Linked DNA regions of Callithrix jacchus: region 2 is linked to region 1. A link is a contact called in public Hi-C data. All regions are on one chromosome and are shown on one strand. The core of a region is the stretch at or near the end of the contact, and the rest is flanking DNA. Distances in the headings are between cores, read along the strand shown.

Region 1 (2,751 bases), core at 130-2,629:
CAACTAAGTTTTGTATTTTTAACAGGGACAAGGTTTCACCATATTGGCCAGGCTGGCCTTGAACTCCTGACCTCTCTCATCCTCCCCACTTCCCATCATAAGTTAGGTCACTGTCCCAGCACACTCCAGAGCCAGGCCTGAGTCCTGACTGCCCCTTCCTCCGGCTCTCACCTGTATTTGCTGTGAAGATTAATCACAAACACGATCAGGTCAATTCGGGGCCGATTCACACTGGAGGGCAAAGGGAGGGACTTTGCCAAGTGGCTGTAAAACAGGAAATTGCAGGACTCAAAATATCCATACCCACCTCACAGCGACTGTTTAAATGCTGCCGGGGTAGGGTCTGTCAAGGGCTCCCGACCTCACCCTAGCCACCCAAGGTTCTTGTGGCCATGACTCCTTGGGCCAGCACAGAGGCAGGACCGGGCCGGTCCTATTCAGATCACTCCTGTCTGATGTCCTCTGCCAGAAAGGGGATCTGTTTAGTCACCACCTCGGCAAGGGGAGGTTGGAACTTGCCAGCTATGCTGCATGCTGGGAGAAGGCCCAGGGTCAGAGGAGAGGTCGCTGGGCCTCGGGGTTTAGAAGCCAGGACTGAATCCCTCTAGGGTGAGACACGTGGGATCAGGCCACAGCCTACTTACACCTTCAGCTCGGAGGCGCAGTCCTCCTTGAGCATCGAGTCAGCCAGCTGCTGCAGAAGAGCATCCTCTATGCCCACCAGCTGCGCAGGGAGACAGAGCGACAGGTAGAGCCCTGGACACAGTATCCCCTGGGGAGGGCCTGGCCTTTCTACCCACTCCCGGGGGGATCGGGCAGCCGCGCGCAGGCGGCTCGGAGGGCATTTCCCGAGAAGCGGACCCCGCGAGGCGGCACGGGCTGGTGGCTGAGGTATGGACCCGCTGCAGGCCTGTGGGCACCACACTTTACTCCCCCTAGCTCTCCCTCCGACCGCTGGCCTCACCAGGAGTCCAGGCACCTAGATGCGGAACGAGCAACTCCAGGCGTGGAAACCCGCCAATCAGAGGCTGGAAAAGGGTCCGCTGCGCACCTATTGGTGGATGCGTCTCTCAACCTCAGAGAGTGGCTACTCCCATTGGTTCAGATCATGGCTCTCCGCCTATTCCCCGCCCCCACCACAGTGGCTCGCGCTGGCTTGGCGCTTCAGGGAGCTCAGTCGAGGTGCGGGCTGAAGCTCCGCCAAGGAGGAAGGGCCAGCAGGGGAAGCGGGGCCGCCGGCACTTACCAAAATGGTGGCCGTGTTCAGGCTGGGCAGCTTATCCAGTGGCCTCAACACCGACATCTCAGCAGCAAGGCCGACCGCCGCTCTTGCAGTGCGCGCCGACCTTTCAAACCGCTCTGAGTCCCGCCCCTAGAGCGCGGCCTGGGGGCACGTGCCTCCTTACCGGCGGGGATTCGCGGGGTGGGCGGGGCCTCCTCTTAAAGGAACCGAACAGCTGTCTCCTTTTCTGAGTAGCGTTCCAGCGTCACCCGTGGAACACCTGGTGGACAGGTCTTTTGTTCCACGCTCCACAGTAAGCAGGTTTTTAGTGATTTCTTTGTTCACTTTCGTTCGTTCATGCTCACAGTACTTTTTTTTTGAGAAGGAGTCTCCCTCTGTTCCCCAGGCTGCTGTGCAATGGCGCCATCTGGGCTCACTGCAGCCTTTGCCTCCCGGGTTCAAGCTATTCTTCTGTCTCAGCCTCCCGAGGAGCTGGGATTACAGGCGCGCGCCACCACGCCTGGCTAATTTTTGTATTTTTCATAGAGACGGGGTTTCTCTAAGTTGTCCAAGCTGGTCTCAAACTCCTGGCCTCAAGTAATCTGCCCGCCTCGGCCTCCCAAAGTGCTGGGAGTACAGGCGTGAGCCACCGTGCCTGGCCTTTTTTTTTTTTTTTTTTTTGAGACGGAGTTTAGCTTTCGTTACCCAGGCTGGAATGCAATGGCGCAATCTCGGCTCACCGCAACCTCCACCTCCTGAGTTCAGGCAATTCTCCTGCCTCAGCCTCCTGAGTAGCTGGGATTACAGGCACAAGCCACCATGCCCAGCTAATTTTTTGTATTTTTAGTAGAGACGGGGTTTCACCATGTTGACCAGGATGGTCTCGATCTCTTGACCTCGTGATCAAGAGGCCCGCCTCAGCCTCCCAAAGTGCTGGGATTACAGTCTTGAGCCACCGCGCCCGGCCTCTTTTTTTCTTTTTTAGGAGTGTCACTGTGTTGCCCAGGCTGGAGTATAGTGACACTATCATAGCTCACTACAGCTTCGAACTCCTGGGCTCAAGTAATTCCTGCCTCAGCCTCCTGAGTAGCTGGGACTCCCGGTGCACACCAGCAGGCCCTGCCAGTTGACTGCTTTAATAGTGAGTGGTAAACATGCTGTTCTTTGTCTAGTCGGAGACTTTGCCTTGTCTTTCAAGGTTCCTTGCTGCAAACCCAGCCTGAGTACAGGGTCTTGCTTTCTTGGCATACCCAGCAAGAATGTGCAGGGGCACTCAGGGCCCATAGTGAATTGGTTCTCCCAACAGCTATATAATTACCTGTTTCTTGTCTCTCCATATAGAATGTAAGAAACAAGAGGTTAGAGACTTTGTCACTGTTAAAACATGTGCTCTGAATGAAGACACCCCCCCCAAACAGGCTTTGTGTAATCAACATGACTGTTTATCCACCTGGGTGTGGGTGGGCTGAGTCCAAAAAGAGAGTCAGCAGAGGGCGGTGGGATACGAGTTGGTTTTATAGGTTTGGGGT
Region 2 (2,751 bases), core at 94-2,593, 240 kb before region 1:
CAACCTTTGCTTCATGAGTTTAAGTGATTCTCCTGCCTCAGGCTCCTGAGTAGCTGGGATTACAGGCAGGAGCCACAAAAATTACAAGCATGCCTGGCAAATTTTTTTATTTTTACTAGAAGCGGGGTTTTGCCATGTTGCCCAGGCTGGTCTCAAACTTCTTTCTCTCTCTCTCTCTTTTTTAACTTTTATTTTTATTTTTTGGTCTCAAACTCTTTATTTTTTTTGAGATGGAGTCTTGCTCTGTTGCCCAGGCTAGAATGCAGTGGTGTGAGCTCAGCTCACTGCAACCTACACCTCCTGGGTTCAAGAGATTCTCCTGCCCCAGACTCCCGAGTAGCTGGAATTACAGGCACCTGCCACCACGCCTGGCTAATTTTTGTATTTTTAGTAGAGATTGGGTTTTGCCATGTTGACCAGGCTGGTCTTGAATTACTGACCTCAGGTGATCCACCTGCCTCGGCCTCCCAAAGTGTTGTGATTAAAGGCACGAGCCACCACATCGGGCCTATTTTTGTATTTTTTTGTAAAGGCAGCTACAAAAAGTACAGGTCGATGAGACATCCCAAGATGGGTCTCGCCATCTTGCCCAGGCTGGTCTTGAACTCCTGGGCTCAAGCAATCTGCCCACCTCAGCCTCCCAAAATGCTGGAATTACTGGAGTGAGCCACCACACCTGGCTGAAAGGATACTATTAAAGCAGCTGTCCCCAGCCTTTTTGGCACTAGTGACTGGTTTCGTGGAAGGCATTTTTCCTAGGGACTGGGGGTGGGGGTGAAGGTTGGAGCTCAAACTGTTCCACCTCAGATCATCAGGCATTAGTTGAGATTCTCAGGTCGGTCATGGTGGGTCACGCCTGTAATCCCAGCACTTTGAGGGCCGAGGCGGGCAAATCACTAGGTCAGGAGTTAGAGCCATATGGTGAAACCTGCCTCTACTAAAAACACAAAAATTAGCTGGGCGTGGTGGTGCGTGCCTTTAGTCCCAGCTCCTCAGGAGGCTGAGGCAGAAAAATCGCTTGAACCTGGGAGGTGGAGGTGGCAGTGAGCCGAGATTGTGCCACTGCACTCCAGCCTGGGCGACAGAGCGAGACTCTGAAAAAAAATTACTTTTCAACTTTGGGTGTGGTGAAGACATTCCTGCAGGGTTCTAAGCGCAAACTGCTTTTGGCTTAGTTAGACACGATTCAGAGCCCTTGCGCCCGCCACTCACCCTCAGGTGCAGCTGCTCGCCTGAGACTGCGGCTTCCAGGGTCCGCGCAGGCGCATTCTACAACGACGCAGGCGTGTCCTCTAACTGCGCATGCGTGCAGGCTGCGCGGGAAAACGTTCTGCCTCAGCGAGAGACAAACGAGGAGATGGCTGTGAGGCAGGCGGCGACGGCGGGCACTCCCGAGCCCAGAAGGGACGAAGAGGCGGCTCTGCTTTTCGAGAGGACCCATTACCGGCACGACTCGCGCTGGCTGCTGCCTGTGCCCCCCCGCCTGTGCCTGGCCTGCACGCTGGAGCTGCTGCCCGAGCCCGGCGTGTCGGTGCGGGTGGAACTCTTTCTTTGGAAGACCTGGGTTTGGGCATTACCCTCAGCAAACGCGGCCGGTCCCTCGCCAGACCCGCTCCGGTGAACCCGACGCGAAACCGGGCCCCCGCGCGGTGTGCACGCTCCTCCCTGTCAGCCCGCCCCGCACCCGGTCACAGCGGCTTCGCGGTCCCCTCGGCCCCAGGCTGGCCTGTTGGCCTCCTGGCTGTGCGCCGGGAAGGGCGGAAATCCGGATCCCTCGGGACCTCACCCAGTCTCAGGGACACACCTTCCCGCTTTCCGCCCTCTGGCCCCTTCATTTGCTGGCCCTGCCTCCATTTCCCCAGGATTCAGCCTTAGCTCAGGCTCCCGCCATTTCTGTCCCCACTCACCTGCGGGCCAGGCGCACAGGCGGTGGCCGTTCCTCATTCCCTTCAGCTGTCCACGTGTGAATCTGAGGAGAGGCTGCCTGGGATCGGGGGGACAGGAGTGACAGGTTACAGCTGGGCGGAAGTGGGGTGAAAGGGAAGACCTTTCCCCTGGCAGAGTTGGCTGGGCTGCCTGGGCCTTCAGTGCCTACTTGCGTTTGTAATGAGGTGGTTTTTTTTTTTTTTTTTTTTTTTTTTGAGATGACTGTTGCCCAGGCTGGAGTGCAGTGGCGCAGTCTCGGCTCACTGCAACCTCGTCTCCCGTGTTCAAGCGATTCTCCTGCCTCAGCCTCCCAAGTAGCTGGGACTATAGGCGCCTGCCACCATGCCCGGCTAATTTTTTTTTTTTTTTTTTTGAGACAGAGTCTCGCTGTGTCGCCAGGCGCCAGGCTGGAGTGCAGTGGCGCGATCTCGGCTCACTGCAACCTCCGCCTCCAAGGTTCAAGCAATGCTCCCGCCTCAGCCTCCCGAGTAGCTGGGATTACAGGTGCACGCCACCATGCCCAGCTAATTTTTGTATTTTTAGTAGAGACAGGGTTTCACCTTGTTGGCCAGGATGGTCTGGTTCTCTTGACGTCATGATCCGCTCACCTCGGCCTCCCAAAGTGCTGGGATTACAGGCGTGAGCCACCGCGCCCGGCCTAATTTTTGTGTTTTTAGTAGAGACCGGCTTTCACCATATTGGCCAGGCTCGAACTGCTGACCTCGTGATCTACCTGCCTTGGCTTCCCAAAGTGCTGGAGTTACAGGTGTGAGCCATGGCAGTGACTTTTGTTGTCCATGGAGGCATCCAAGTCAAGTTTCTCTC

What was found. Hi-C and Micro-C count contacts between places; a contact is called where the count stands out from the background.
Region 2: a Hi-C map of induced pluripotent stem cells shows a contact between it and region 1, with 3 times the contacts expected there. The contact joins the promoter of MEI1 here to the promoter of CENPM in region 1. A contact is called at or near these places in 2 of 3 Hi-C or Micro-C datasets (induced pluripotent stem cells and skeletal muscle).

Annotation. Positions count from the first base shown.
Region 1 is chr1:189,821,817-189,824,567 of calJac240_pri, reverse strand. CENPM (centromere protein M) reads right to left here and starts at 1,379. Exons shown (of 6, transcript XM_035266060.3): 1 at 1,247-1,379; 2 at 645-724; 3 at 172-264. The coding sequence starts at 1,303.
Region 2 is chr1:190,062,395-190,065,145 of calJac240_pri, reverse strand. MEI1 (meiotic double-stranded break formation protein 1) reads left to right here and starts at 1,343. Exons shown (of 31, transcript XM_035266067.3): 1 at 1,343-1,531. The coding sequence starts at 1,358.